Linked DNA regions of Mus musculus: all the other regions are linked to region 1. A link is a contact called in public HiChIP or PLAC-seq and promoter capture Hi-C data. All regions are on one chromosome and are shown on one strand. The core of a region is the stretch at or near the end of the contact, and the rest is flanking DNA. Distances in the headings are between cores, read along the strand shown. Region 1 holds the start of P3h4 (prolyl 3-hydroxylase family member 4 (non-enzymatic)). Region 2 holds the start of A830036E02Rik (RIKEN cDNA A830036E02 gene). Region 3 holds the start of Wnk4 (WNK lysine deficient protein kinase 4). Region 4 holds the start of Plekhh3 (pleckstrin homology domain containing, family H (with MyTH4 domain) member 3). Region 5 holds the start of Naglu (alpha-N-acetylglucosaminidase (Sanfilippo disease IIIB)). Region 6 holds the start of Cavin1 (caveolae associated 1). Region 7 holds the start of Stat3 (signal transducer and activator of transcription 3).

What was found. Promoter capture Hi-C pulls out the DNA fragments that hold promoters and counts their contacts. HiChIP or PLAC-seq counts read pairs in DNA pulled down with a chosen protein or histone mark.
Region 2: a promoter capture Hi-C map of hippocampal neurons shows a contact between it and region 1, with 5 times the contacts expected there. The contact joins the promoter of A830036E02Rik here to the promoter of P3h4 in region 1. A contact is called at or near these places in 1 of 39 promoter capture datasets (hippocampal neurons) and 1 of 115 datasets of contacts at active chromatin or transcription factors (pancreatic cancer cells).
Region 3: a promoter capture Hi-C map of pre-B cells shows a contact between it and region 1, with 6 times the contacts expected there. The contact joins the promoter of Wnk4 here to the promoter of P3h4 in region 1. A contact is called at or near these places in 2 of 39 promoter capture datasets (cranial neural crest and pre-B cells), 1 of 115 datasets of contacts at active chromatin or transcription factors (pancreatic cancer cells) and 1 of 9 other capture datasets (liver).
Region 4: a promoter capture Hi-C map of liver shows a contact between it and region 1, with 4 times the contacts expected there. The contact joins the promoter of Plekhh3 here to the promoter of P3h4 in region 1. A contact is called at or near these places in 1 of 39 promoter capture datasets (liver), 2 of 115 datasets of contacts at active chromatin or transcription factors (bone marrow-derived macrophages and pancreatic cancer cells) and 1 of 9 other capture datasets (embryonic stem cells).
Region 5: a FOXA1 HiChIP or PLAC-seq map of pancreatic cancer cells shows a contact between it and region 1. The contact joins the promoter of Naglu here to the promoter of P3h4 in region 1. A contact is called at or near these places in 4 of 39 promoter capture datasets (cranial neural crest, embryonic stem cells, frontonasal cranial neural crest and 1 more), 1 of 15 datasets of contacts at CTCF or cohesin (embryonic stem cells), 1 of 484 Hi-C or Micro-C datasets (B cells), 1 of 115 datasets of contacts at active chromatin or transcription factors (pancreatic cancer cells) and 2 of 9 other capture datasets (embryonic stem cells and liver).
Region 6: a promoter capture Hi-C map of embryonic stem cells shows a contact between it and region 1, with 2.2 times the contacts expected there. The contact joins the promoter of Cavin1 here to the promoter of P3h4 in region 1. A contact is called at or near these places in 6 of 39 promoter capture datasets (the C10 cell line, embryonic stem cells, hippocampal neurons and 2 more), 1 of 15 datasets of contacts at CTCF or cohesin (embryonic stem cells), 3 of 484 Hi-C or Micro-C datasets (the G1E-ER4 cell line and embryonic stem cells), 1 of 115 datasets of contacts at active chromatin or transcription factors (pancreatic cancer cells) and 1 of 9 other capture datasets (liver).
Region 7: a contact with region 1 is called in a FOXA1 HiChIP or PLAC-seq map of pancreatic cancer cells. The contact joins the promoter of Stat3 here to the promoter of P3h4 in region 1. A contact is called at or near these places in 5 of 39 promoter capture datasets (the C10 cell line, embryonic stem cells, hippocampal neurons and 2 more) and 3 of 115 datasets of contacts at active chromatin or transcription factors (embryonic stem cells, extraembryonic endoderm stem cells and pancreatic cancer cells).

What each region holds. Positions count from the first base shown.
Region 1 is chr11:100,412,434-100,416,663 of GRCm38.p6, reverse strand. It overlaps P3h4 (prolyl 3-hydroxylase family member 4 (non-enzymatic)), which reads left to right and starts at 1,948. Exons shown (of 8, transcript NM_176830.3): 1 at 1,948-2,487; 2 at 2,585-2,737; 3 at 2,884-3,055; 4 at 3,835-3,963. The coding sequence starts at 2,008. Fkbp10 (FK506 binding protein 10) reads right to left here and starts at 970. Exons shown (of 10, transcript NM_010221.2): 1 at 639-970. The coding sequence starts at 880.
Region 2 is chr11:99,414,992-99,419,221 of GRCm38.p6, reverse strand. It overlaps A830036E02Rik (RIKEN cDNA A830036E02 gene), which reads right to left and starts at 1,979. Exons shown (of 4, transcript NR_153851.1): 1 at 1,880-1,979; 2 at 810-1,287; 3 at 1-693. Krt12 (keratin 12) reads left to right here. Exons shown (of 8, transcript NM_010661.2): 4 at 576-737; 5 at 823-948; 6 at 1,087-1,307; 7 at 2,257-2,327; 8 at 3,114-3,558. The coding sequence ends at 3,211.
Region 3 is chr11:101,258,832-101,263,061 of GRCm38.p6, reverse strand. It overlaps Wnk4 (WNK lysine deficient protein kinase 4), which reads right to left and starts at 2,495. Exons shown (of 19, transcript NM_175638.3): 1 at 1,782-2,495; 2 at 167-339. The coding sequence starts at 2,390. Vps25 (vacuolar protein sorting 25) reads right to left here. Exons shown (of 6, transcript NM_026776.5): 6 at 3,511-4,152. The coding sequence ends at 4,040.
Region 4 is chr11:101,169,163-101,173,392 of GRCm38.p6, reverse strand. It overlaps Plekhh3 (pleckstrin homology domain containing, family H (with MyTH4 domain) member 3), which reads left to right and starts at 2,021. Exons shown (of 13, transcript NM_001346769.1): 1 at 2,021-2,668. The coding sequence starts at 2,507. It overlaps Ccr10 (chemokine (C-C motif) receptor 10), which reads left to right. Exons shown (of 2, transcript NM_007721.4): 2 at 1-395.
Region 5 is chr11:101,067,766-101,071,995 of GRCm38.p6, reverse strand. Naglu (alpha-N-acetylglucosaminidase (Sanfilippo disease IIIB)) reads right to left here and starts at 1,902. Exons shown (of 6, transcript NM_013792.2): 1 at 1,495-1,902; 2 at 769-916; 3 at 1-100. The coding sequence starts at 1,871.
Region 6 is chr11:100,968,263-100,972,492 of GRCm38.p6, reverse strand. It overlaps Cavin1 (caveolae associated 1), which reads left to right and starts at 1,876. Exons shown (of 2, transcript NM_008986.2): 1 at 1,876-2,503. The coding sequence starts at 2,027.
Region 7 is chr11:100,937,364-100,941,593 of GRCm38.p6, reverse strand. It overlaps Stat3 (signal transducer and activator of transcription 3), which reads left to right and starts at 2,054. Exons shown (of 24, transcript NM_213659.3): 1 at 2,054-2,338. Gm46295 (a long non-coding RNA gene) reads right to left here and starts at 3,256. Exons shown (of 2, transcript XR_001780333.2): 1 at 3,108-3,256; 2 at 1,352-2,521.

The sequences.
Region 1 (4,230 bases), core at 699-3,198:
ATGGAGGAACTGAGTTCCCAGAGGCTTGGAGAAGGAGGCACTAAGAGTCCCCAGGATGGCATGTCAGACTTTGTGACACGTGGACAGTTTGGTCACGGCACCAGCTATGGTCTACCCCCAAATTATAATGCCCACTCTGCTTAAGACCCTCCCTAGCTGCTCTAGGGCCCTACACCCTCAAGGAAATGTTATTTCTCCAGTCTCCAACCACAAAGGCATAGAAAACTGGAGAGAGAAATAGACAGGGAGCCAGAGTGTGTGCAAAGGGAGGCGGCACCAGGCAGACCATCCATCCACTCACTTCAGGGTTTACGTGTAGTAGGCACAGTCTCTTTGCCCTCTAAGATTGCGTGCCAGGGTACCATTTGTGTTTAAGTTATGGTAAGTATATGTGGCGCTTCACCTGAGCATCAAATATTCCAGGGGGCTAGGAGGGGGTCGTGGGCGGGGGCGGGAATATTTTAGGAATTGAAAATTTGGTATTGAAGATAGGAGGCATCCTTTGAGGTGCTCTCCCCAGGATGCTGTTTGTGGCAAAGGATTATGAAAGCACTACAGGAATGCAAACCTTAGAAGGGGCAACATTCTCTGGAAGCTCAGGAAAGTGGTGCTGAGTCCGGGAGTGCCCAAGCTCTTACCTGGAGTCAAACTTTTTCCCGTCTTCGAAAGTGCCATTGTAGTGGTAACGCACAAAATCCCCCATCTGCACTTCTCGGGGACAGGCCCGAGGGATGTGGTATCTCTCGATGACCACATCTTCCAAGGGGGCTCCGGCCGGGCTGGCACGGCCCAGTCCCCTCTCCAAGGTCTGTAGAAGCAACAGCAACGGCAGTATGCGGAGCCGATGGAGGGTGTGGCTGGAGGACCCCACAAGGAACATGGTGCCCAGACCAGGGACGCCGGCAGTGAGAGCGGACGCCAGCCGCTAGCCTCCTTCCCCCTCCTCTCAGAGCTGACTCCCCCCCTTCCTGTCCTCTCTCCCCACCCCGCCCTGGCGGGTCCACGTGGAATGGGGGCTGGGGAGAATGAGCTGGCCGGGCAGGGTGATGTTTTATGGTGAACTAGGAGGTGGGGGCCAGGTTGAGAGTCTCTGGAGTCCAAGGAATTTGCCACAAAGATCTCTGAGTCTCCCTCCCCCAAAACTCCATCCGGGACTGAGACCCGGGGCCTGGCCCAGAGGGAGGTTCGGGAAAGATGAGAAGTTGGAGTGGACTTCCAAAATGAAAAAGTTTTTTCCAGAGTCTCTGGGTCCTAAAGCCTGTTGGAGGAATCTCTAGCTTTCCCTGGCACCCCAAATCTAGGCCCCTTCTGGTGCAGGTGAGGCTGTAATCTGAGGGCTATTTCAGTTCTACACACACACACACACACACACACACACACACACACACCCGCCCCAACTCTCCTCCCGCGAAAGGTTAGAGGAAAGGGGGGTTAGGGAGAATGTTCTCTAGGTGAAAGGTTGTTTTGTCCTGCAAAAGCCTGGCTGCACTGAAGACACAGGAATCTTGCTCCGGCGGGAGGCTGATGGTGTCAGTGCTAGGTGTGCGGGGTAACAAGAGGTGTGTACGCCTCGACGTCAGCGCGGGTGTTTACCGGGCCACCTAGGGGGAGCAGAGGAGACTCGAGGAGAAAAAGACCAGATTATGTGACTTCGTCCACTTTGCCTACGCAAAGGACAGAGGTGGCACTTAAGGGGGGGGGGGGGGACGACACTGCTGTGGGGAGGGGCTTTCTGGGCGTGAAACGTAGCCCCACCCACCCGTGTCTGCCAGGGAGGGCCAGTGGTGGTGTAAGCATTGCTAGTGGTCGAGGGCCAGCCCACGTAGTGGACTCGAGCGTCAACTGACGGTCCTAGAGAGGCATTCCAGCCTCCCGGCTCTAGCCTAGGGCCCGGCGCTAAGACCCAGCAGGAGCTCCGGGGGTTGGGGGTGGGCTGGGCTGGAGCCCGAGCTGGCTGGAGCCCGACGGTCGCCGGCTGCTCCGTAAGCCTCCGGGCGCGGTGCGGGCATGGCTCGCGGGGCGTGGGGGCTGCTGTGGCTGCTGCTGGGCAGCGCCGGGGCCCAGTACGAGAAATACAGCTTCCGAGGATTCCCTCCGGAGGACCTGATGCCACTGGCCACGGCCTACGGCCACGCTCTGGAGCAATACGAAGGCGAAAGCTGGCGCGAGAGCGCGCGCTACCTGGAGGCGGCGCTGCGGCTGCACCGGCTGCTGCGCGACAGCGAGGCCTTCTGCCACGCCAACTGTAGTGGCCCCGCCACCTCTCAGCCTCGGCCCGCGTCCGGCCCGGACGGCGACCACGACGGCGATGGCGAGGACTGGGCTCGCGAGCTGCGGCTCTTCGGTCACGTCCTGGAGCGCGCCGCCTGCCTGCGGCGCTGCAAGAAGACGCTGCCCGCCTTTCAAGTCCCTTACCCACCGCGGCAGCTGCTGCGCGACTTCCAGAGCCGCCTGCCCTATCAGTACCTGCACTACGCGCACTTCAAGGTGGGCGCGGCCGGGGCCGCCGTCGAGTTTCCCTAGAACGTGAGGCCCGCGGTGCGTCCGAGGCCCCCACTGACCCACTCCCCACGCTCCTCACCAGGCGAACCGACTGGAGAAGGCGGTGGCTGCGGCCTACACCTTCCTCCAGAGGAACCCCAAGCACGAGCTGACCGCCAAGTATCTCAACTACTACAGGGGGATGCTGGATATTGGAGATGAGTCCCTCACCGACCTGGAGGCCCAGCCCTACGAGGTGTGGAGAGAGTGGGAGGGATGGCTAGCCTTGGTACACCTTCCTACAACCTCTTCACCCAACACACACACACACACACACACACACACACACACCTTATGAGCCTTCGGGGTCTTCTTGACTACCCCCGCCATGCACCTCTCCAGGCTGTGTTCCTCCGGGCTGTGAAACTTTACAACAGCGGGGACTTTCGCAGCAGCACAGAAGACATGGAGCGGGCCCTGGCTGAATATATGACGGTCTTTGCTCGGTGTCTAGCTGGCTGTGAGGGGGCCCACGAGCAGGTAGACTTCAAGGACTTCTACCCAGCGATAGCAGGTATATACCATTCAGACCACTGTGAGGTATCCCTCACCCACAGTGCCCTGGCTTCCCAGGCCTTCTAAGGCCTCTTAATGCGTGGCTATGTCCGGTGACCGCATTCAACAGGTCTAGCAAAGTGCTCCAAAGCTACACACGAGTCAGGCCTTTTCTGTCTCCAGTCTGATGAGAGAAATGCTGGTATACATAGCAAATTCTGGGTCAGCTATATAGAGAAATAGATTGCCTCAAAAAACAAAAGAACAGGGCACGGTGGCACAGGCCTTTAATCCCAGCACTCAGGAGGCAGAAGTAGACTGATCTCTGTGAGTCCAATGCCAGCCTGGTCTACAGAGTGAGTTCCTGGGCAACTGAAGCTTTATAGACCTTGTCTCGAACAACAACGGAGATGAGGAATTGACTCCAGGCAGGTGTGTGCAGAAAGCAGGGCTGGGTGGAGGAACCACAGCTAGTCTTTGGATCCGTGACCACAAGGCCCTTCAAGGGAGGTAGCGGTGAGGCAGAAAGAACTATTATCAGGACCCCTATTCTCCCAGAACACACACTCTCTCTCTCTCTCTGTCTCTCTCTCTCTCTCTCATGTCAGACAGGGATTCGGTTACGGGGCAGTAGGAAACAAGTGCTTCTTTGCCTGCACAATATACTGTGTGACAAGCATTTCATACATGTTAACCCAGGAACTCTGGACAAGGAAAGCAGGCTCCATAGCAGATCTTGGTCTCCACCAGGGATCAGGGTTAGCACACATCGCTTCCTAACGGCTGCATCCTTCCTAGATCTCTTCGCAGAATCCCTGCAGTGCAAGGTGGACTGTGAGACCAATCTCACCCCCAACGTAGGTGGCTTCTTTGTGGACAAGTTTGTGGCCACCATGTATCACTACCTGCAGTTTGCCTACTACAAACGTGAGCTTCCGGGATGGGCTGGGTAAAGGGGTGACACTAGTGGGTAGGAGAGGACAGTACACGGCGGGGGTGGGGGGATGGCTCCCAGAAGCATGAAAATGTGCCTCTCAGATGAAAGACTCCGGAGAAGGGGAGGAGAGGCTAAGGGTGGTGGCGACATGGGAAGGAACCCAGGCAGGTGAGAGGCCTCAAGAAAGAGTCAGAGGCCCCTCTCGGTAGACTAGGTCGGCGACACTGCTCAGCACTGCCCCACTAGCATCATGCCAA
Region 2 (4,230 bases), core at 730-3,229, 1.0 Mb after region 1:
CAAAAGTCTACAGCTGACACATATACCAGCCACATATGTTAGAGAAGTGTAACCAATATAAGACATATGGAGATCTGATGTGTGTATCAGAGGCCGGGGCATGGACAGGAAGAACGACCACTGGCAATGGGCTTCTAAGAAACTTTCTGTTGGGTTCTCAATGACTATGGTGTGAAATAGTGTATGACCCCAGGTGCCACTTGTGGCACTAGCTCTGTAGCAGCAATCTGCACACCAGGTCTCTTTCCTTTCTGTAAACTATAGGAAGTGGATGTTCTAGAAGCAGAGCCAGCAACCACAGGCACAGAACGTGGAGCCCCTGATCACTCAAGAAACCTGAGAAAATATCTTGGTTTTTGGTTTTAGTTTTTTTTAATTATGAGAGAAACAGGTTTTCAAGCTTAAAGAAAAATGTGTGGATGCCTTGCGCTAATATTTTGCCTTTATACCAACTCACTCAAAAATATATTTTTTATTATTATCATGCATGAAGAGACCCAAGAAGGCAAACGTACCTGGGGGACTCACTAGCCACATGTACTCCTGTGTCTTTCTCTCTCCATTGCTGTCTCTAGGAACTCCAAAGTTTCCAGGCAGGTGGTCCAGGTGAGGTCAATGTAGAAATGGACGCGGCCCCTGGAGTGGATCTCACCAAGGTCCTCAATGAAATGAGAGCCCAGTATGAAGCCATGGCTGAGCAAAATCGGAAAGATGCAGAGGCCTGGTTTCTTGAAAAGGTAACACCGCGAGATTTGATGCATTCCCAGAAAGCCCTTTGAGCCAGCGCAGAGCTCACCCCATCCACCTACTTTGCTGTTGCAGAGCAGAGAGCTCCGAAAAGAGATCAGCAGCAACACGGAGCAGCTTCAGTCCAGCAAGAGCGAGGTCACCGACCTGAAGCGCATGGTGCAGAACCTAGAGATTGAACTCCAGTCCCAGCTCGCCATGGTAGCGTGACATGCAGAGAGAGATGATGCATCCTTTAACTTCCAAAAAAAAAGATGTTGCACCCACCGTATGCTGGACCATGGGCTGCCCATCTTGTTCTCTGATCCCCAGACAATTCTGTCTATCTCCCATTTGCAGAAGTCGTCCCTGGAAGGCTCGCTGGCTGAAACCGAGGGTGGGTACTGCTGCCAACTGTCTCAGGTGCAGCAGCTGATCGGCAGCCTGGAGGAGCAACTCCAACAGGTGCGGGCTGACGCGGAGCGCCAGAATGCGGACCACCAGCGGCTGCTGGGCGTCAAGGCTCGCCTGGAGATGGAGATTGAGACCTACCGCCGGCTGCTGGAGGGGGACAGCCAAGGGTGAGCAGACAATAAGATTGGAAACATCGTAGGGGCTGAAAGACTGTGGACACCTGATGCAGATTTTTTTTCTGCAGTGGGAGAAGAGGGCTGTAGTCGACTAAACAGGGAACAAATCTTGCCAGTGATCCTAGCACTGAGGAGTCTGGGGCAAGAGGAACCCACGTTCCAGACCAACCTGAGCTACATCTGCATACTGCCTGCAGGAAGAGGGGGTGGGCTGGGAAGCTTGCAAGTGTAGAGAACTGAGTCCAGAGCCCCCAAAACCCATGTCGAGTGTATCTCTAACCTCATCGCTCCTGCTGAAGACAGAAGGTGGAGGCATGAAGAGCCTCAGAAGTCTGTGGCCCAGTGTGTCTCAAACAAGGTGTAGTCCAGAACCAACACATGAACATGCATGCACACACACACACACACACACACACACACAGACTTTTGAAGAGGAGGGAAAAAAGGATAAAACAACAAATCTAGAAAATGCATGCCTAGAATTTACTAGATAATAGAATGTATTCAGCCACTATCTCACTTGATACAAATTAATAAAATGCTCATTGTAAATGAGTACTTACATGTTCTAGAAGAACCATCTCTTGATGCTAGGGATAACACATCGATAGCAGCATCCGGATCACCCAGCCCCACGGTAGCAAACCCGTCATCAACAATAGCAGCCTAATCTGGAAGGAAGAGCCCCAGATGGTAAATTAAGACAGCTGATTTCTGAGACCAAGCTGCTCCCCCTCAGAGCCCATTGTAGGAGGTTTGGATGAAAATCTGTGCTGACCCAATTAGCTACCCTCGTGGTGCATCAGTCAGCCAAGAAACTTGTAATAGCATCTCTATTTTTGTTGCGGTTGTGTAGGCGTCTCTCATGTTTAAGCTCAAGCAGCAGGGTCTCCTTACTTATCCAACAATCACGTGAGCACAGCTCTCCTTCTCTTTACAGCGACGGTTTTGACGAGAGCTCATCCCTTTCTGTCTCCAAACCGCAGACACCATCAGTCGATTCCTCTAAAGGTATGGACACGAGAATCATTAAAAATAAGGCAGACTCTCATTCGTGAAATGACTAAACTGTAAGATCTCACTAAACGTTGAGTGTAAATAACTTAAAATAGATTTGTGTTCTGAGCAGGGGACATATCTCTGCTCAAACACACTGGGCAGTGGAGTGGTATATTAAAACTCTCAGCAAGCTCAAGTAAGAAAATCCTACTCTAGGAAGACAAAATGAGCGCCATGAGACGGGGTTTCTCTGTGTAGCCCTGGCTGTTCAGGAACTCGCTCTGTAGACCAGGCTGCCCTTGAACTCATGGAGATCCACCTGCCTCTGCCTCCTGAATGCTAGGATTACATTCATGCACTACCATGCACACTTCTTAAATGCTTTTAAAGTACACCAGGATTAGTGTGTGCCTGCCATCCCATCTCTTGGAGGGCTAAATTTTTTTAATAAAAATTAAAAGAGAGAGAGAGAGAAAGAGAGAGGGGGGGGGGGATAGTGAGTTCCAGGCTATCCTGGGCTAATATTTAGCAAGACCCTGAACTGAAAGAAAGAACTAGAGGAACAGAGAGATGGAGGGAGACGTTGAGCCTTTTGATTTGTGCACAAGACAGTCCTGAATAAATTTCATTTCCACTAAGTAAAACTCACTTGGTTTGGAATGGAGTCACTTGCAAAAGTCTGAATTTGACGAAAAGCTTAAGTTGAACAAGAATAAACCTTGGGTTGATAACTGCTTAGTAATAATCATCATCCTCTTTTGTGTTGTTTGTTTGTTTGTGTTTGTTTTTTACCTTTAGACCCAAATAAAACTCGAAAAATCAAGACAGTCGTGCAGGAGATAGTGAATGGCGAAGTGGTCTCATCCCAGGTTCAGGAACTTGAAGAAGAGATGTAAGGCCTCACACGGGCTCCTCTGGGATGCGAAGTTTCCAGCCAGGAGTTACTGCTTCCGTGCGCTATATGAATTCAGCACCTGTTTTGGCCAGTTTCCTTTTCCTTGGATTCTCTATGCAGGTTGGGTCTTGTTAGCATTTCTGAAACAATATCCAATTTACAAGTCTCTGTGGCTCTGCTGGTCTTCATTGCAACCCCAGATCACCTTACACCTTCCTGGGCCTGAAGAAGTCTTTCCACTAAGTTTTTCTGGTCGCCTGGACCATTTGTTTAATCCCACAGCTTTGACGGAACCGTATGGGTTTAACAACACTAACTTTAATTAAAGATTAATGGCAATGAAGTGAAGTGTGTGCCTCTCCTTGATTTCAACAATACTGTCAAGGGCATAGACAGAAGCTTTTAAGATATTAATAACAAAGCACATAAGCACTCAGACCAAAAAAAAAAAAAAAAACTGAGGTTAGAAATTAAGATTATTTTAAGGGTTCATCCTCTCGGAGGTTAATGGAATTTTATATTTTCCATTATAGGAGAGAACACTTGTTCCATTTTCTGGGGCCTTCTTTCATACAGTCAATGGGTTCCTATTCACTTAATTTCATACACTTAATGATGACCTGATGCTATGGGCTGTGTGTCAGTCATAGCCATCTGGACCATGTGGGTCCCATGGTAGCAAGCCTGTCATCAACAATAGCAGCCAAATCTAGAGGGAAGAACCCTAAGTTGTAGGTTAAGAAAGCTGATTTCTCTCTTAATGATGACCTAATGGCATAGAATGGAAGCTAGGAGATTTGATGGTGAATAAGACTTGGTCCTTGTCTTGAGGGGTCGAGGTAGACATCTGCCAGGCATGGTGACACCTTGACAGGGGGTTCACAGAAGTTTTGAAGAAGAATGGAGGAAGAAGGGATCAAGTTATTGGAGGGCAACTGTACCGTTCAGAAATTGAACAGGTGTGGAGAGAGAAAGATTAAAGCGTATACACGTAACAAGATGCAAGGGTGGGGACCTCTG
Region 3 (4,230 bases), core at 1,246-3,745, 850 kb before region 1:
CAAAGACACCCAAAATTTTGACCTGTATGTTCGGTGCACATTGACATTCACACAGACTGGTAAGAGGGAGAGAGCCTGGTTTCAAGTTTGAAGTGACTTGGGAGAAGTTCCCAGAGCCTCGGAGTGATGTTCTATCCTCCCCCCTCCCACCCAGGCCAGAGCTCACGTCTTGAGCGTGCCCGAGGTCATGAGTTCTGTGACCAGCACGATGCAAACCTGGCCCCTCAGCACCGACTTCCAGGAGTCATAGAAGCGGACGATGTTGGGGTGCTGCAGCCCCTTGAGCATCTCAACTTCCTCGGAGAAACGCTGCCGCTCGGCCCGAGAGAGTTTCCGGGTCTGTGGGATGGGGTGACGGGGTCACAACAGTTCCAGACACACACACACCCCAAGAAGAGCATGGGACATCTGGGGTAGGGCTGGGGGAAGAAATGAGGGCGGGAGCGTACAGCTGGGGTATGGTTGGTGAAACCGCTAGCCAGAAGGGCTGTAGACCCCCAACTTTTGGCTGGTCCTTTCTTATTGCTCTAAAACGCATCCACCCTGGGCCTGGGGCAGCACTCTGGACCCCCTGCTGGACACAAGCGCCTTTATGCAACCAGGTCTGGGAGTTATGCACTCAATAGCGCCTTTGTGGCCTCCAGAGCCTACCGTGGAAGGGGCGGGGTGGGGTGAGGGTGTGTGTGTGGGGGGGGAGCAGCCAGCAGACAGACCAGGAGCAGGGAATTGGGGCCGTCAAGAGGTTGGCCCTAAAAACTAGGAACTGCAGAATCTAGACAGAGTCAGAGGAAGATACCAAGAAAGAAAAGATCCAGGGCCAGGAGGCCACCCGCCCCCCCATGGCTGGAGCTGCCCTACCCCTCTTTTTATCCCTCTCCCTCCCCCTCCCCTGAATCTGGCTGATTTTCCAGGCGGGGCTTAGAGCCTGGGACGCAGCACTAGCAGTCACTAGGAGAGAGCCCTATGCCAGGACCTAAGTGGAAGGATCCTTCCTCCTGGTTTTGTACCCTAAAATTTTCTGGGACCACTCACACTTAGAGTGGGAGCTCCGGGAGGAAGAAACTGCCAATCCACATCCTCCTGAAGTCTAAAAGTTGCAAGGGCTCAGCTCCTTTGGCAATGGAAAGGGAGACCCCAGGTATGCATAGGGATGAGAAGCCGGACTGGACTCCAGCTAGAACTAGAGCTTCCTGTCCTGCTCCTTGAAGCTGTTGAGAAATCTGTAAAGTTGACAGCTCCAGAAAGGGCCTGAAGAACCCGCTTCTGTCACAACTACCCTAAATCTTTCCGGAGGTGGAGAGGGCCTTGTCCTCAGCTCCTGAACTCCCACATACCATCTCTAAGTCTGTAAAGAGGGAGAGGAGGAGGAGGAGGAGGAGGAGGAGGAGGAGGAGGAGGAGGAGGAGGAGGAGGAGGAGGAGGAAGAGGGGTGGGTGGTCCAGAGTCACAGCGGAAAGTCTCAGAACTTGAAGGAACAAGAGTGGAAGGGGCAGGAGAGACTGGAGGGCTACCCGCTGCCCACCCAGTTTTCCAGCCCTCAGATTTGTAGAGGTTTGAAAGTGAAGTTGTCTATGCTCATTGGCAGCCACTATAAACCACCCGGCTCAGTTTCTCCTGAAACCACCCAGAGTCAGTACAATCATGCCGGCAAGGAAAGCAAGAGCGCCTGGACAGCTGACAAAAAAAGTGATCCTTCCTTTGATGTTGTCCTCCCGTTTCCCCAACCTAAGACCCCCAAAGGCCCCATCCCGAGGCACCAGAGAGGGGGTGCCCAGCCACACCTGCAGCTCACACCAGGCCACCTCTACCGTGGTGTCGGTGTCTAGCCCTCGATACACGGTCTTGAAGGAACCTCTTCCAATCTCAATGTCAAACTTGAGGTATCGGCCGTCCGGAGACGTTGCCACAGCCTGGGTTTCTGTGTCCTCTTTTTCTTCCTGCTCCCGCCGCCGTTCCCGGGCTGCAGCATCAGGAACCCTCGGTGGCTCCCGGGACCCTGGACCTCCTGAAGATCCCGTAAGCTCAGGACATGCAGAGTCCACAGCCTTCACGGGAGCTGCCCCCATCCATGTGCCCTCGGGGGGTTCTTTAGAGCTTGAAGGTGGGCTCCTCGTGGGGCCAGCGGAGTCTGGAGGATCCGGGGGTTCCGGAAGGAGTGAGGCTGGTTGAGACCAGGAGCTCAGCAGTCCCAGATCGACTGAGCTGCGGCGGCTAGGTCTCGAAGAGCGCGGCCGAGGCTCAGCCTTCCCAGAGAAGCGGCGCACTCGGCGAGGAGGTGGCCCCAGGCGGGTCGGCCCCGTAGAGGTGAGAGCCGGAGATGGCCGCAGAGCCAGGTCAGCCTCGGTTTGGGACATGGGGACCCCAGTCTCCGTATTTCGAGGTGCTAGCATGGGAAGGGCCAGGCGCCGCAGAACGGAAAGCCAGGAGGCTGGAGGTTGCTGCCTGACAGGCAGACCGGCTGGGTACACCGCGCTCCAGCGGAGCTGCTGGGGCCCCAGCCCCCGACTGGCCTGCCCCGCGACCCGCCCCCGGCTCCGCCCCACGACCCGCCCCCAGCCGAGACCGGTCCTCACCCCCCAGGGCCACCCCTTGTGAGCCTGGCGAGTTGCAGTGTGGAGCTGGGGTACTGCCCCTCATCTCGACTGCTGCTTAGGCCCCCGGCTGCGTGCTCTGCTTTCCAGAGTCCCCGCCTTTAAACCTTCCCGGCAAGAGCTGAGTGAGTGGGAGGCGGCAGTGGGTAAGCTCCCGCACCAGGAGAGGGCAAACACATTTGGGGTGGGGGAGTTGGAGAACACTGGGACGGGAGATGAAAAGTGACCGCCGCTCCTATGCCTCAGCGAGGGGGAGGGGCACCACCAGCCTGCACACCCTTGATAAGGCAGCACTACCAAGTCCTAATCAGGAGTAGTAGCCCCAGGCCTAACATCGGTGTTGGAAAGGTATGGTTTTCTTGGCTCAGCTAGGGCCCTGGCCTGCACAAGGATGGGTTGGGTATACTCCAGTCAAGCCCCTCCCCCACCACCCGGCCCTAACCAAGAGCTTGTCACCCATCAACTCCACCCCACCTTGGCCTGAGCCTGGCCCTGGCCAGAAAGGCTGTTTTTGCTGTGGGCTCTTTCCTCCCCTTGTGTTTGCCAAAGTCTTCAATAAACCAAAGTCCACATCCGGTTTACCCCCCCACCAGCTCCCCTTGGCCACCGCTACCCCACCCGGACCATCATGGGTAGAGGGAGGGGCTTCAGAATAGTTCAGGACTTCCATGGGGGAGCAATTAAGTGACTCCAATTCAGAGAGCAAGCAGCCTGTCCCCAAGCTATGTCCCACCCGAACTCCTCCACACGACCCACCCAGCACAGCACATGGCAAACCACAGGCTCTCAGGAGCTCCCCCCCCCCCCCAGGCCTTTCTGTACAAAGGCCAAAGGATTCTTCTTTTTCCTTGGCTGAGACTCAGTCAGGTGGAACTCTGCAGCGCCTTCCCTAGTCCCAGTTCAGCAGTAGTAACAGGCCGACAGTGGGAGTAGAGATTTTAATATCATAAATCAGAGTGGGCCCGCCTCTCACCACCAGGCCCCTTCTGGGGCTTCCTATCTTCATACTGCCTGGCCGGCTGCCTGCAGCCAGGGCTTCCCCCATCCCTGGGGAGGATCCAGCACCAGCCTGAGAAGGGAGGCAACAGCAGCTAAAGGAGTGGGAGGAGGAGAAAGAAGCTTGTGCAGGCGCATGTAGGTGGGTGTGTACTTATGTGTGAGAACACATGTAAAGTGTCAGGTTTATAGACCCTGGCTCGGGGACAGTATAGGATGGGAAAGGAGGTAGGGCAAGAAACGCATCCTTTCTCCGTGGCACTGTGGGCTTACTCTATCCCAGGGACAGAAATAAAGGGTTATGTGGGAAACATCCCTAAGTCTGAGCTTTCAGGACTTGAGCCCTTTGAGTCTGGAGGAGTGACAGATCCAGTCTGTGGGGACACTAGGTCTGTCTCCTTTTGAAAGCCCTGGAAAGGTGGGAGGTAAGAAGTAAAGGAGCCAGGTCTCTGCTAGAAGAACTTGACTCCTCGGCCATCGCTGACAGTGATAATCTCAGCCTTGTGCTCTTGCTGTAGGGCCTGCAGAGCGCGCAGCAGGGTCGCCTCGTCCAGCCCATGGAACTCTAGACAGGAAGAGATGCTCAGTCAGGGATACTCAGTTCTCACTGTGGCTGAGCCAGAAGCTGAGACTTCCAAAGCCA
Region 4 (4,230 bases), core at 772-3,271, 760 kb before region 1:
CCCCACGCCCCTGCTTGCGTCTCAGTGGGAGGTGTGAAGGGACAGGGGTTGCTGAGTCGGCTAAAGCTTTGAGTACTGACACGCCCTATGCTTCACTCGGTCTCTGCCAACCGAGGTGAGGTGGGAAAGCTGCCAGGTGAGGAGGGGCGGGGTTTCTCCTCGGGAGTCAGTGTAAGAAAGGGCTTTCTAATAACCCTATCGCTATCCAGTAGTGGCTGCTTTAGCAAGTACCTAGATCCCAGCGTGTGAAATGTATGGGGTGATGCTGTCCCCAGCTGTACGTGCGTGGGTCTGGTAGAGGCTGGAGGCAAGAGATTCTAGTTTGGGGTAGGTTTTTGGATCCCTTCTAAAGTCCTGCTGTGCAAAGAAAAACGCTAATTAAAAAGTTGAGTCTGATGGTGTGTGGACTGGATACCTGTAGCCCCAGCCACTCCAGAGGTTGAGACAGGAAGATCAATAATAATAACAATATCCTGCCTAAGAAGAAATAGAAAAATGTCAAGGTGGACTTTTCTACCTAGGATATATATATATATATATATATATATATATATATATATATATATGAATGAGGGGGATTGCAATTTGCAAATTTTCCGAGAGGTGTTACTGGGCCTGAGCTCAGAGTGTGGGGCGCTTGCCCACTCTGATTATTTCCCCTCGGGGATCAAGCCAAAGGAAATGAGCATAGCTTGCCAGGAAAGGGGAGGTTAGATATCAGACAGAACTCTCCAGCAGGCAAGTGTCTAGGATCTTGAAGAGGAAGGGAGGTTATAGTTGTGGTCTGGCCCTCAGAAATCTCAGCATACACCACTTCAATCTGGAAGTACCATAAGGATGGCTTCTAGAGATGGTGCATTGATTTCTGGTCCTTGCTTTGCACAACTGCCAGGATTGTGCTCCAATGAGACAGTTCTTCCCAGTTTAGAATTCGGTCAGCAAAGTCAGACCACCGCTCCAGCCTGGAGTCTAGGGGCAAAAAGGGCGTGGCGTCCCTAGGGAGGCGTTGGCCTGAAGTCTGCACTTCGTCCAGCCTAGCCTAGCCCAGCCCGGCTAGTCGTGTGTCCTAGAGCCTCTGGCGGTGTAAAAGACTTAAAAATTTGGCCTCTTGGAGTCAGAAACGAGGAGAAGCTCGAAAACTGCGCAGATCCTCCAAGAGGCGCACACTACCCACCGGAGCGGACCTGGAACCCTCCGCCCGTAACCGCGGGAATCGCCGCTGAGTCAGCAACGCGCTCGAGTATGTGCGCGCTCCCACTGTCTAAGCTGTAGCGCGAACCCCGCCCTGTATTCTTTAGCGCCCTTGTTAACCCCTTCTTGTTCAGAAATGCAGCATAGTCGCCCTGAGAGGCCTCTGATCTATTGATTTTCTTAAACCACAGAATCCCCGAGCATGCCAAACCACTCTCCCCATTCCAGTTCAATGCCCTGTAAATTCACTTTTATTTCAGATCTTTGTCTGAGGCTTCCAGGAGTTCCTTTCTCAGCTTTTTCATCTCAAAAGTGGAGGTGGCTAAGATCTAAATCTGGACCCTTTTAACTCCAAGGATGGAGCTGCCTTTGCAGCTAGCTAACTCTCTCACACGCAGGTGTGGAATGCCTTGAAGGTAGTAAGGCTCTTTGTAGGGATTCCAAGATGTGACAGGTAATCACAGGTCAATAGCCTAGCTTCCTTCCAGCTTTATGCCCTTCCTTTTCCAGACCTTCGAAAAGGGTTTTTTAATTTGCTGCTTGGTGAGCCAAGAGTTAAAACAAGAGCACGAAGGCGGTCCTACGTGACGCCACAGACACCCCGTGTCCGACCTCAGAAGCTCCCTCCCCAGTCCCCCCCCCCCCCGCCCCTCCCTACTGTCACTCAGCCAGAGACACATGATGCAACCCGCCGCGGTTTCAAGCTTGGGATTGGTCTCCCTGACCGGCGCCAGGAACAATGATTGGGCAGAGGAGGCTGTGACGCAACGTAGACCCTACCCTGTGAAGAAGGGAGGAGAAAAAGAACAGGGAAGGCGGAGGGAAGGAGGGGGGGCAGAGAGGGAGGCGGGGTCTGGGAACTCTGCCCGCGCCCCCAACGCGCCAGTCCCGGGGCTGCAGGGAGCGCAGCGCGCGCCGCCCGGGCCCCGGCCACCGGACGCCCTACCGGACACCACCCTCCTTGGAGCTTGGACAACCGCCCACCACGATTGCTGCACCAGACACTGCTCCTACAGAGCTGGACACTACAACGAACACTACTTCCCAGCTCCGGACATTGCTCCCGGCTCCCTTCCCCCGGCCCTGGACGCTATCTCCCCCCTCCTCTGCCCGGGCCCAGACAGCGAGCCCCCAGCGGGCTCTGGTGATAGTCCTTTTGCACCTCAGCGCTGGACACTGCCTCCTTCCGGCCCCCTTCTTTCCTCTCGTCACACCTCTTCTCTACCCAGTTCGGGTCGGAGTACCTCCAGTTTCTCAGATTCCCTGCTGCTCAGGCAACACTGCCTGCGCCCCCATTCCCAGGCTGCTCGCCCGGATGCCTCTCCCCGGGGGATTGTGGTGGCTTCTCTGCTGCCGTCGAGGCTTCACTCTTCTGCACCGGGACTACGGGGACGGCGAGCTTAGCGGGGACGGGGACGAAGACGAGGACGACGAGACCTTTGAGCTAAGGACCCCGAGTCCAGCGGGCGGCGGGAGGGTAAGTCTACAGGGATTTAGAACCGAGTTCAATCTTTCTCACTACAACCGGCCGTCACGCCTGAGCCTGCTCCATACTTGGGCCAAACGCAGTCCTCTTGGCCAACTGCAAATGTGGGGGAGATTCTTGTCTGAGGGCCAGAGCCCCGGGAGCTCCAGGGGCAAGTAGCCCTACTAGGGATGCGCCTGTGGGCTTCGCGCTGCACACAAGGCGCTGTCCACCTGCTGGGGGCCCTGAGGCAGAGGAGGCGTCACGCGTGGCCCAACCTGGCCCTGCCTCTCCCTTCCCTGCCGGGCCCGCGTCCCATCCCGTCTCCTTCCGCCTCCGCCAGAGCCAAGGAATGTGGCGAGGCCGGCTGGGCGGCTGGAACGCCTGGGTTCGCTCTGCTCTCAGTTCAAGAGCACTGGGGCCAGATGCGGGAGCTCCCACCGCAGTATCCTGGGCGAGGGCAAAAAGACATCCTAGAATTGGGGTCTGCATCAGGGACCCCACAAAGAAAAGGCTCGGGACGATGGCCCTTTGAGGACTTCTCATTATTCCGCCACTTAAGACAGAACTCTCTGCCTTCTCTGGTGAGGTTCCTGGGAAACCAGAGGGAATGGGTGAGGGTGACTTGGTGGCTGAAAATTTTTTTTAATCAAATCTCCTTTGGGAGAGAGACACTCAGGCACAGTTGGTGTGTAAGACCTCCATCTTTCGAGGAGACCTCTCTCACGTCCTTACCCACCAGAGGCAACCAGGCTTCTGTGTGCTGTGGCCTGGGTCCAGCTCCCATTTCCCCCCAACCCCGCTCAGGGGTCCCCAGCAAGTCCGGTGGCTCCATTCCTGGGTGGGGCGGGCGGCACCGCAGCCAGTGCAGGCGCCAGCACCTGGCGAGGCAGAGGGCAGATAAATATAGAGGGGAGGAGGAGGGAAGCAAGGGACTGAGATTAGGGGAGTTGTGGGGGGTGGGGTGGGGTGGGATCAGTACCTGCCCTCTGGTAGAGGGGTGGATAGCCCCACTCAGAACCTCCAGAAAAGAAACGGGTAGGCTCCCAGGGAAAGAGTGGGACCTGGGAGTCCCCAAGTTTCCCGCATGGATAGGATCCCTGTCAGATAGGCCATGGCCTCCCTCGTGCCCCACCTCCACCCCCTCCTAGGAGCTCAGGGACAGGTGTCCCTGGTCCTCCTCCCCCAACCCTCCTCCTGGCTTTAGCAGCCTGGGCGCAATGGGACCATGGCACAGTTCCTGTCTAGCTAGCTTGGCTCCGGGTTGATTTTGACCAACCTCAGACCCCAGGTTACAATTGAAGTTCCTAAGCAGGGGTTTGTGTATGAGAAGGGCAAAATTCCAAACCACCCTTGGTCTGAAGAGTATGCGCTTAGCAGCCTCTTGTCCTCCTGAGCCCCGGCAAGGGGGTAGTGTGTCCATTTCCTCCGGGACATTTGCAGAGTAACACACAAAGCTCTTAGAGAACATCTTCTATAAAAGAGTCCCTCTTCCCCTTCAGTCAACCCTGTAAACCACCCTTGCCCAGTCTTGGGTCCTGCTCTTTCCCTGAGAGCCCATCTTCTTCTTCCCT
Region 5 (4,230 bases), core at 653-3,152, 660 kb before region 1:
CCCAGGTGTGCAAGTTACCCATGCGTCCCCAGGCCAGGAAGGCAGGACCGGTGAAGTACGTATCGATCTCTGACTGGGTCAGGCCCAAGGCCAGGTATACCTGTGGAGCAGGAAGAGCCCCTACCTATAAACCACGTCATTGGACAAGTTCTTGCTCACCACCTCTCTGAGCTGGGGACTACTGCTACTAAGACAGATCTGGACCTCAGCCTACAGGGAGCTCACGGTCCAGGAAACAGCTCCATGTCTGTGGGATGGGTGACTCTCTGGGACACAAAGAGGCTTCCCTCAAACCACGGAGAGTCTCTGGCTCCCCCCCCCCCCCCCCCCCCCCCGTCATCCTTACTTAAGCTAGGGTCATCCGGGAAGAAGCAGCCTCCATTGACAAAATACCCCCATCCGATTGGCTTGAAGGCAATCCTGTGGGGGCACTTTCTTGACTGGTGACTGATATGGAAGGGCTCAGCCTATTGGGGGCTGTGCCATCCCTGAGCAGGTGGTTCTGGGTATATAAGAAAGACTGACCAAGTCAGGAAGCAAGCAGTGTTGCTCCAAAGTCTCTGCTTCAGTTCCTGCCTCCAGGTACCTGCCCTGATTGAGTTCCTGCCTTGGAACTCAATCTTGAATCTTCCTGCCTCTACCTGAGTCCTGGGATTACAGACATATACTGCCAGATACTTTGTCCCACCCTGGAAGGCCTCGGTTTCCCAGGGGCAGGGGTGTATGTAAGGCAGGCAGGAGAGTGTGAGGGGCCAGGTTGGCACAAACCCTTTGCCAGATGGCCTCCTGGCCATTCCAAGCCAGAGCCAGGTTGATGCCATTCAGTGCCATCCAGTCAATCTCTTGCTCCCAACGGGCCCAGTCCCACCACACGAAGGAGTAGCTGTGCGTGCACACATTCTGGTAATAGCGGTACCTGCGGGTAGGGGCACATTATTGGGGACATATGGGATGCCTCACTCACCCCTCTGGAACACTTCAGAGGCAGCCAGAGGCAGCTACTAACCCCAACACAGTACGCATACAGGACAGTGGGCAAAGGTTTCAATGTGCCTCCTCTCCTGCTCATTCCAAATCCACCTCGGGTGAAGCTGGAACTTCCCGCAGACCTCCCTAGCTAGTAGCTATTGTGAATACATAACTTCATTTTTATTCAACATGCCCAGAGCTCCTGCTGTGCATCCTGTGGTGTCTTAGGGTGTCAGTGCCATAAGGCAAAATTGGTCTCTCTCATGAAGAGGGCTCACAGTTCCTATAGTTTGTCATTATTTCCAGCAGTGGGGGCTGGGAAGCTAAATGATTTGGCTCAAGAATATACAGCTAGAGGGGAGCCAAGATTTGAAGGCACAGATCCCCGAGCCAGCACTTCCTTCTCAGTCTCCAGGCGAGTCTGTAGCTGCAGCCCCGACTTAGGTGTGCTGGTCCTCACCAACGGTGGCTGTCCCGAGGCTGCAGGCAGCTGCCCCAGCCGTCTGGGACCCACAGCATCAATACCTGTTGGGCGTGGTTTCGGTCAGCCCGTCGGGCACAGCGGGCAGCGGCCACGGCAGGTGCAGCTGAGCGCTGGACCAGGCCACCTGACAGCCACAGAAGTCACGCAGGTAGCGGTGCAGCCCCGCGGCTGCCGCCACGCCCGTGGAGCCGCGCACAAGCACTGGCACCCCGCCGCCGCCGCTCAGGCTGTAGGTGTCCAGGCCCGACTCGTCCGCCAGCGCGCGCTCCACGGACACCAAGAAATTGGCCGCCGGCCCGGGTCCCAGTAGCCGGACCACCAGTTCCCGCACGGCCTTTGCCTCCCGAGCCTCATCACCCACAGAGCCCCCAGCCAGGAGTAGGAACCCCAGAATCACGGCCAGCCCCGCGGCTTCCATGATGCCAACCGCGCGGCCGCTGCCCCCTCACAACCAATACCAAGCTCCGGGCCCGCGGGGCAGGGCTGCCAGCATCCAATCGGCTGCCGACCTCGGGCCACGTGACCTGAAGGTTGGCTCCTGCTACCCGCCCGGAGAACCTGGTTTCCGGACTCAGACACTGGTCAGGGTCTGCTGACCGCGCTCGTGGCTGGAGGGTGCGTGACCCTATGAAACATCCTCGGCCCGATGAGACGCTGCGCATGCCCAAGCCCTTTCAGATTCGGCCCTCTTTCTTCCGCAAGTCACTTCCCTTCCAAATATCTAGCCACTCTTTTAAGCGACGAGAATTGAAGCCAGCCAAGACTTGGCTCTACCACTAAGCTATATTCTAACCCCTCATCTAATAAATGTGTATTTGGATTTTATTTCGTATCAGACTGTTGTTTATATTAGAGAAGTCTCAGTTGTCATTTCTGGCTAAAGATCTGGAAACCAAATAAGGATTTCTCTGGGTGAGAAGATAGCTCAGTGGATAAAGCGCTTGCACCTGAGGACATTCATTTGAATTGGCAGAATCCACATAAAGCTGTCCCAGCATTGGGAGGCTGCAATCCCAGTGCTCCCGGGAGATGAGCGCTGGAGACAGCTGCCCTGATGTATAAAGTGACAGATGGGGAAGAGACCTTATCTTAAGGTAGAAGGTAACACCCGAGATTGTCCTCTATTGACAGCAAAACCCACAACTCTCGCTTCAAAAGGACTGAGAGCTTATTCTGAAGCCCAATATGAATGACCATGGCCCTGGAACAGTTTTAGGTCAACCCAGTTTCCATGTTCCAATGTGGAAATAATTTGAAGTTTTTATAGTAATGGAGCACATATCAAAACACTTTTTTGAATAGATTGGTGGAGACATCAGAAGTGGGTTATAGTGAATCTGGGAATCAGTTGCAGGCTTCAGATAACATTCTTAGCTTCCAGGATGCTGGAAGCTGGTGGTCTGTTAAATTAATGCATTTCAAAGGAAAACTCGTGTTCAGTACGTTCAAAAAAAAAAAAAAAAAAAAAAGACTTACCCATTGTCATAAAGCTGTTAGAAGTTACCTGGTGCGTTTCCTTCTATGAAGTGATGACAAATGATAACCAACAAAGAATGGCAAGGTGAACCAACACCATCTGGCAGTGTCTACTGTCCCTTGGGCTATATTTATGTCTTTTTAAAAGAAACATCATGTGTTTTCTCAAGTATATGCTCTGGTAAAACATCATATCCACCCCCCCCCCTTTTAGGCTGTCTCTAGAAGAACATCATGTGTCTATTCTTAGCAAATCATCTTTTCATGGGTCTGCTTTAGCCAAAACATCTCTCATAAGACAGTTTTTAGAAAAACATTACATGACACAAAGGAGTCTTCAAAGAAACCAGAAATTTTGACTTCAGACCAAACTATAGACAAATCGATGTTCCTTTACCAATTCATTTTCTAATTTCTTCTTGTTGTTTTGAGACAAAATCTCATTCTATAGACTGGGTTGACCTCGAAGCCAAAGTAAACTTCCTGCCCCAGAATCTCAAATTCCTGTGATTATAGGTACACCTATTTTTTTTTCTTAGAACAGGGGAATTGTGGTAGCTTTATGGACTTGTGTGCTGACAGTAGTTTGAGCCAAGGAGTTTAAGACCAGTATGAACAAGAGCAAACCTCAAAAAAATGGTGGTGGTGGTGGGGGCAGAGTGAGATGGCTCAGCAGACAAATGCACTTGCCACAAAACCTGACAACCCGAATTTAGTCCCTGGGACCCAGGGGAAGGAAGAGGAGGAAGGAAAATGATCCTTAGAAGTTGTCCTCTGACCTCCACATACCAGTCACGGCATGTGCACAGGTGCACTAGAGTGGGGTACTAATGAACGAATTAACTAACTAACTGTCTATGGGTGTGTTGTCCCCGTATATATATGTCTATATACCACAAATGACTGCAAGGCCAGAAAAGGGCTACAGATCCTCTGGGACCTGAATTACAGAGGCTTGTGAGGCACCATGTGGGTGCCAGGAATAGATTCCAGGTTCTCTGGAAGATGAGCAGCCAGTGCTCTTAAATATTAAACCATCTCTTCTTTAGTCACTCCACTCCCACACCATTTTTTTTTTTTGAGACAAGGTGTCACCAAGCAGCTCTGGGTACCACTGTGTACAGGCTGGCTTTGATTCCACAGAGCTCTGCTTCCCAAGTGTTGAGATTGAGAGCATGTGTCACTAGCTGGGCAGCAATGGTGGTCGCCCTTAATACCAGCACTCAAGAGGCAGAGACAGGCGGATCTCTGAGATCCAGGCCAGCCAGAGCAAGTTCCAGGACAGCAAGGAGTACCCAGTG
Region 6 (4,230 bases), core at 627-3,126, 560 kb before region 1:
CCAGTCCCCTTTTTTTCTTTTCTTCTCTCTCTCTTTCTCTCTCTCTCTCTCTCTCTCTCTCTCTCTCTCTCTCTCTCTCTTTCTTTCTTTCTTTTAAAAAGTTGGTAATCTGCCCATTGTGATGGTTATAAAACATGTAGTTTATTTTGTTTGTTTGTTTCCCCATTTGTTTTGTTTTTGAGACAGGGTATCAGTGTATAGCTCTGGCTGGCCCAGAACTAGCTATGTAGACCAAGATGCTGTCGAACTCATAGACATCTGCCTGTCTGCCTTCCAAGTGCTTTGATCAAAGGTATCCCATCACACCTGGCAAATATTCAATTGTATGCAGAAGTTCACTCTTTTTTTTTGTTTTGTCTTTCAAGACAGGGTTTCTCTGTGTAGTCCTGGCTATCCTGAATCTCACTATGTAGACTAGGCTGGCCTCGAACTCAGAGATCTGCCTGCCTCTGCTTCCCAATGGCTGGGACTAAAGGCGTGCGTCGCCACTCTCGCCTGAGGGTCTCTCTTCTTTAACCTCAAGTGAGAAAACCAATTGGTGTGTTGGGGGATTGCTGTTTTATTCAGAGGTCCCTAAAGTTCTATACCCTATATGGCAATCTGCTCCACACGTTGGTGAATTGATTGATTAGATCGACGACCCTCGAGTCTCCACAGAGCAGCGTTTAACTTAAGGAGGGTGGGCACCAGACTAGAAGTGACCTTTTGCCGAGAACCCATCCAGGCGGGGAACCCCAAGCCTGGTTTCCTAATCAGGGAAAAGGTTTTCAGTATCTCTGTGGGAAAGGGAATTGGGGTGGCTCCAGGGATTGCTGAGGGCCTGTGTCTAGAGACACAGGGCAGCCTGTGTCTCTAGACGTCTGTGCTAAGGACTTTTCTGCGCCTGCTCAGAACTGCCAGCTCCTTGGTGTTCAGCACCATGAAGAAAACTGTTCGCTTCCCCATTCGGTAGTACCGCTATAGTTGCCCCAATTCCTGCCCCAGGGAAAGGTACTGAGTACCGGTGGAGTTCAGAGACCTGGAGCTAAGAACAGATGGCAACAGTAACCTGGAGTGAACCCTGGAGAGCCACCTGCCTCCTCTTGGCCTTCTTTTCTCTGCTAGGTAAAGAGATGGGGTTCCGTGATCTCCCTGAATGCTCACCTAATATCCGAGAACCCAAGGGAAGAACGAGTCCGACGCTCACATTCTTAGAATTAGCTAGATATCTGCTGGAGGGGGCCCTGGGAGAAGTGACCAAAAGCTTTTACTTTATAATTTACTTCTCGCCTTAATCATGCCCTGTCCTTACAATTCTAAGAGAAACCTAGAGGCCCTTTCTAGGCCGTCACCCTTTCTGTCATTTCATCTCTTCCCTCTCTCTCACTAACAACCCCACAAGATTTGGGGGACAGTGGTAACTCAGTGTATAGATAGACGATGGGGGCAGACCCCCAAATCTTTGAAAAAGATTGTATAGGGCAAGGATCCTCCAAGGACATGAGGCATAGACACAAACTACTCGTTTACACCCAATTCACGCGCCATTTGGACCTCAGCTTGATCTTAAAAGGCTGGAGTGGGTTTGTGGGTGAGGAAAGAGAAAGAGTAGAGCACACTCCGAAGACCTAATTCCTTTCCGCAGCTCACATTCCTCTGCCCCAGTCCCGCTGCCGCAGCCTCCACTGCCAAGGGGGGCCCTAGACTCCCGCTCCAACTATTCCAACCATCCTGAACAGGGTGGGGCGCCCAGCTCTTGGGTTCCCCTCTGCTGCCCCTCCGGGGTTGGTCTCCCCTCCTGCCCCGGTTCCTCCCTTTCTGGGGTGGGGCCAGCCAATGGCCGACGGGACTCCGGGTTTGGTCTAGGAGCCGGGCAACTCGCAGATTCCCCGCCCCACAGTTCTGGCTAGAGTCCCGGTGCGCACGGACGTGGCTCGAGTTTCCTCCGCTCTGGGCTCCTGCTCGCTGTCCAGTCTCTCGCTCCTCCTTCTCTCCCGGTCTCCCGCTCCAGTTCCACCCGGTCGGCCCCGCACGGCTCCGGGAAGCCATGGAGGATGTCACGCTCCATATCGTTGAGCGGCCGTATTCCGGATTTCCCGATGCTTCCTCAGAGGGCCCGGAGCCCACCCAAGGGGAGGCGCGGGCCACGGAGGAGCCGTCGGGGACCGGCTCCGACGAGCTGATCAAGTCGGACCAGGTGAACGGTGTGCTGGTGCTGAGCCTTCTGGATAAAATCATCGGCGCCGTTGACCAGATCCAGCTGACCCAAGCCCAGCTGGAGGAGCGACAGGCGGAGATGGAGGGCGCTGTGCAGAGCATCCAGGGAGAGCTGAGCAAGCTGGGCAAGGCGCACGCCACCACGAGCAACACCGTGAGCAAGTTGCTGGAGAAGGTGCGCAAGGTCAGCGTCAACGTGAAGACCGTGCGCGGCAGCCTGGAGCGCCAGGCCGGCCAGATAAAGAAACTGGAGGTCAACGAGGCGGAGCTGCTGAGGCGCCGCAACTTCAAAGTCATGATCTACCAGGTGAGCCCGCGGGGCGGACCGCGCCCAGAGCTGGGGTCCCGGCCTGGGATCCGGGTGGGGACACCCGGCCGAGGCTCGTCTCTCCGCCAGCCCGGCCTGGTGAGAGCGGTCAGGAGCTCCTCCCCCCTTCCTGTGAACCCAGTTGGAGTGGGGTTTAGGGAGTGGCAAACTCTTGGGGCTCACAGAGGGGCGCACCCTGCGCCTTCCTCTCCAGGCTCCTCCCCACGGTCTCTAACTCCTATCGGAAAAGTTAGCGGGCTAGACTTGGGAACGCTGAATGCTCCCAGCTTGTCTCTGTCAAACGCCTTTCCACTTGGAGGAAGTTTTTTTTTTGGTGGGGCGGAGAGAGGGAAAAGGGAGGGAATGCCCGAGGTCTCTGGTGGTCTCTGTATGCCCCTCTGTAAGCAGACACTAAAGGTGGGGCCCGGGACCTGGGGCCTCCGGCGCTGCGGGCCCGATATAGCGGGTGATTCAGGGCTCAGGCACGCAGTGGCGGGGGCGCCATGCAAGGGACACGATCGTCAGCCCCCCACACCCTATCCCCGCGCCCCCGCACCAACCTCGGCTACCCACGCATGTCCCTAGGCCGCGATCTGCCCCTGGCCTCCAGGCACTTTCAGTTCCCAAGGGTCTTGCAGTGCGCGGGCGCCCTTGGCGCCTGCTGGGAGCGGGTGGGGCAGGTAGGGTGGGCGTTAGGAGTGTAAGTGGGGCGGGTGGAGGTGGCGGTCTGGGCGCAGTGAATCACCCCACCCCCGCATGATTGCGGGGGCCATGTCCCGAGCTGTGAAGGTGCTGGTGGGTGGAGGCTGCCGCACTCCACGGGCTCCACCCGTTGCATTCTTTGCACCTTTCTGGGTTCCTCCAGCCTGGATATAACTGTGATATCTTAACCCCTAAAGCATCTGAGAGTCAGTGCAGTGCAGATTTGTCCCTGCGCTCCCCATCCCTGACCCCCTTGAGAGTAAGGCTGAGCTGAGTGTGGACTTAGTGCTCTTTCCCTGGGAGGGAATGTGCTGAGCTCTGCGTCCTCCTGCTTGGGCCTAGTTGATGCTTCTACTCCTAATAGGAGTGATGGTTGTAGGGTTAGTTTATGCTCCTGAAGGGAATGGAAACGTGCTCTACCTTCAAAGATCTTTGTAAAGGGGCTGTGATCACCAAGCTCAGAGACTTTCTTGATTAAGATGCCCCAGAGTAACCATGTGATGTGAGATGAGGACCTTCGCTTAGTTTCCCTAAGAGTAACCATGAGCGATGCAGATGGGACAGTGTCTGGGGAAGAATGGAGCAGACCATATTCTTGGAATCCTTGGTGGTAGGCCAGAGGCAGAGCAGGCCTGCTCCCAGCTCCTGCCTCTACATACTGCTGGGGTACTCTCTCAAGGGGCCTGCAAAAAGCTTTGCCCGGCTGGTGTTTACCCGGGGCCCCAATCATTTCAGAGGCCAAAGCAACCTGGGACATATAACACAACCCAGTCTAAAACAAACAAAAAAAGCTTTGCGTCTCCCATTTATAGCACCCACTGGGTAGGAGAAGAGTGTTGACTTAGAAAGCCATTTCCACTCAGTCTAATGCTTGGAAGCAGGAGGTGTGGGTCCTGTGGGTTGTTTTTGAGACCGGTGCGGCCCTTGCCACACAGGTGATGTTTAGGGAAAGAGAAGTAAGCTAGCTCGCTCCTTCTGTGCTTGTCACAAAGAACTTGGACAGGTGACTTTCTCATTAAATGGAC
Region 7 (4,230 bases), core at 805-3,304, 520 kb before region 1:
AGCTGGGCAGTGGTGGCACACGTCTTTAATCCCAGCACTTGGGCAGCAAGAGGCAGGTGTGTATCTCTAAGAGTTTGAAGCCAGACTGGTCTTCAAACTGAGTTTCAGGTCAGCCAAAGCTACACAGAGAAACCCTGTCTCGAGAAACAAACAGACATGGCTGGAGAGATGGCTCCGTAGTTAAGAGCACTGCTCTTCCAGAGGTCCTAAGTTCAGTTCCCAGTTACCATATTGTGGCTCACAACCATCTGTAGTGGGCATCTGACGCCCTCTTCTGGTGTGTCTGAAGTATATAGCTACAGTGTACTCATATAAATAAACAAATCTTTAAAAACAGAAAAATCTGCAGCCTTCCACAGGTGTGGGAGGAATGTTTTCAATCTCAGCTCACTCAGGAGATAGAGGCTGGAAAAAAATCTCTGAGATCCTAAGATCCTGTCTCAAGAAAACAGGATACTAGTAAGAAAACAAAAACCTGAAGTTTCCTGAACTGTGTATATTAGCTGTGTTTTAAAATATACCATTGGGGGATTATCTTTGTGGAGAGGTAACAGCCCCTTGTAGATTTTAGATTTTTATCTTTATCTCTCTTTGTGCTAATCACCAGCAATACAAACACCAATAGGTGTACTTGTAAGTCCCTACCATCACATATACATACAAATCACTGCAGTACGCAGAGTTCATTCTCTATGACAGAAAGCCAAGCATATACACGTACCATGAACTGCTGATTCCAACTCAGTAAAATCTGTACTCCCAACATACAAGACGTGAAATAGGTCAGATAATTTCAAGAGCGTCAAGACCCCCCCCAAAAGACTAAATGGATGTTACTCCTAACTCCTGCCACTCTAGTTAAGCAGTAGTGGGAAAGTGTGGAAGAACTGGTTTGTCTCAATTGGACATTTAAGTTTAATGGTGAAAGACTAGTTAATGTTAACAATGAATCCTAAAATCATCAGAATATTTTATGGGCTTTCTCTCTGTGTGTGTTAGCTTCAGTTCTTAAAATTAAGTGCCTAATTAAAAGTGATTTAATTTTGTCTGCACGTTTTTCTGCACAAGGTGTGTGTCTTTGCTGCGGGCAGAGGCCTGAGGAGGGCTTCAGATCCCCCCCCCCCCCCCAGACCCCAGAGTGGAGTTACAAATGGCTAAGAGCCATCTTGTGGGATGCTGGAACTTGAACTTGAATTTTTACCAGGATCAGCCTGGCAGTCCCCTTAACTTAGGCATCCCTCTAGCTCCTAAAATAAGTACCTTTTAATGGAAACAAGTTGGTCAAAACTATCTTTCAGAATTTCAAGACCCAGTATAACAGTTTAAAAAAAAAAGAACTCAGACACACGTGGAAATGGCAAGTACTGTGTATTCGTGTCAGCTGTCATGCATAGGCTCTCTGCATTTCTGTGAGCTGACCAATCAGCCTTGCTGTTGAGATTCAGGTTTGAAATGGTGGAACAGAGAACCGGGTTATAGCCACTATTCTCCCCCACGCAATCTAGTAATTACTCTATTTCCACGTCATATTTCCGGGTGTATGCCCATAATCACGCAGAACTGAAGTTCAGAGCAGCCAGGAGTTGCCCATGTTCTTTTTTGATGTCTCCACAAACCCAAATGCTTAAGTGGGGTGACACCTGGGGACCGCCTAAGTGGCTGATTCCCACGTGGTAAGGAGCTCACAAACTCGCCCCCACGTGGTGCCAAGGGCCGGGAAAAGGGAGAGCGGGCAGAAGCGAGCCGTATCAGGGCATTTAAAGTGTCTTGACGTCACGCACTGCCAGGAACTCAGCTGAGTTTTCAGCAGGACATTCCGCTAATGTCTCCTCCCTCCCCCCGGGCTTTTTTGTAAGCTAGGCCTCTGCGCGTCCCTTGGTCGCGGAGGGAGGAGCACAAAGCTCTCAGAACAGCCAACTCAGGGAGGTGTGCCCAGAGCTCTCGACCCCGCCTTCTCTCCTAGAGGCGTTTTTCATTGGTTAGTGGGCGGGGCTTAGGAAGTACAGCGCTCGCCCGGAGGCCTCAGGGTGGCCTAGCCAGCTGGCCATTCCTTAATTATGCATGGAGGCGTGTCTTGGCCAGTGGCGGCTGGGTGGGGATTGGCTGGAGGGGCTGTAATTCAGCGGTTTCCGGAGCTGCAGTGTAGACAGGGAGGGGGAACCTGGGGTTCCGACGTCGCGGCGGAGGGAACGAGCCCTAACCGGATCGCTGAGGTACAACCCCGCTCGGTGTCGCCTGACCGCGTCGGCTAGGAGAGGCCAGGCGGCCCTCGGGAGCCCAGCAGCTCGCGCCTGGAGTCAGCGCAGGCCGGCCAGTCGGGCCTCAGCCCCGGAGACAGGTGAAGGGGGTGCAGGGTGGGGCCACCTCCCCGACGGCACGGGGGACGGCATGGGGGACCCCACGGTTCGTCAGCTGTGGGGGTGCTTAGAGCTGTGAATGGACACTTACATGGGGCAGGAGGATAGGAGGAGACACACAGGGTCGTCCCGGCGGCACTGACGTCCGGATGACAGGAACCAGCCTGGGAAAGGAAGGGACGCTGTAAGTTTCGAGGGGGAGATGCGGAGAGAGAGTGGGGAGTTCTGGGGGGTGTAGGACCGTGGGGGGGAGGACATTCTAGGCTGAGGGTAACAGAACTGACAGAAGCGGCCCTCCTGTGACTGCTCCCGGAGGCTAGGGACGTTCGGGCCACCAGAGCCACTGCCACTCAGGTGGAGATCATTGGGGTGGAGGCGTTAGAAGGAGCCTCCTTCCTGCCCCTGTGCTGGGCCTGGCCGTTCCTTGCCTAGCCACTTTCTTTGCCTTGCTCCCGTTCCTTCTGTAGTCAGCTGTACCCACTTAGGAGGTGGGAACTGTTGTGTCTCTCCTCCTGCCTCTCCGCCCCTCCCCCTCCCCCTCCCCCCCCCCCCCCAGCCTCTGGGACTGGCTAGATTTTTTTCTTAAGAATCAGATTTCCTATAGAAAATTGACAAACTTGTATCCTTTCTAAATTCTCTCCCATCTCTTTCTGTGTTAAGCTATGATTTCCCCCACCTTGTTAAGAACACTTTTTTTTTTCCCAATTCAAAATAAATCCCTGGCCAAACCAGCTCTAAAGAGCAACAAACCTCTTTCCTCTTTGACATTGTTCTCTCATAAACACCTGGTAAACTCGACGAGACGATAAATAATTGAGCCATTGCATTTACTGGATCGTGGTGTTGCTTAATTGCACAGGCCAGGGTGAGCCAATCAAGAGTGGGAGTTTTCTGTCTCATAGCCAAGCTCTTGTGTAAAAGCAGAAGCTAGGGAAACAAAGACAGGCTGGCCTTGGCTGAGTTCTGTGTGTAAACTTTACCTGTTGGGGGGTGTGTGGCTATAAATTGGTAAGTTGGCAAAATCCAGACTGTTGCTCAAGTCACTTTTTTCATACCTGGTCCACATCCCTCGGTTGTATCAATTGATGTGTGTATGGGTACTGTCAGTGCTTATTCAGTTTCCTTATTCAGAGTGTGTGTAGTTTATACCTGCTGTTTACTACAGTGCTTATTTGTGTATGCATTGTGAATGTTGGGCTGTCAGTGTAGGTGCAGCATGGACGTGAATATATTAAAGCAATAAATCACTTCTATCTTCTTTTTAATGTGGAATTAGACTGTTAGGATTTGAGCCAGCCATTTTTTCTCTTTTTATATTAAATAATGTCTATGTTCCTTGAGGAAACATGTTTGTTTCATTATTGCATGTGCCGGACCAGAACACTAAGCGGGATCTTTTAATTTTTTTTTAGTTTTAGACTTTATTTATCTTTGTTCTATGTGTATGAGTGTTTTGCCTGCATGCACGTCTGTGCCAGTGTGTGCCCAGTGCCCTAGGTGGCCAGAAGAGGACATCAGAGCTTCTGGAACTAGTGACAGATGGTTGTGATCCACCACCTGGGTCCTGGGAATCAAACCTAGGGCTTTTGGGGAGAACCACTGGGAAGAGAATCTGGAATAATAATAATGAAAATGTTGGAGTGTTTGTTCTTAGTGTTAGCACACTCCCCACAAAGAACCATTAGCAGATTCATGAATCTTTTATTTTCATCTGTAGTTCATCGGGACAAATAACCACTTAGAGATAATCCTCAGTTATGAGGCTCTCGATAGGGGCTGAGAGATAGCTAGGTGGCTCACTGAATGCTAACCTCATTTTGTAGATAAGGAAATTGAGGCCAATAGGCCTAGACACTTGCCTTAAGGCATCGTG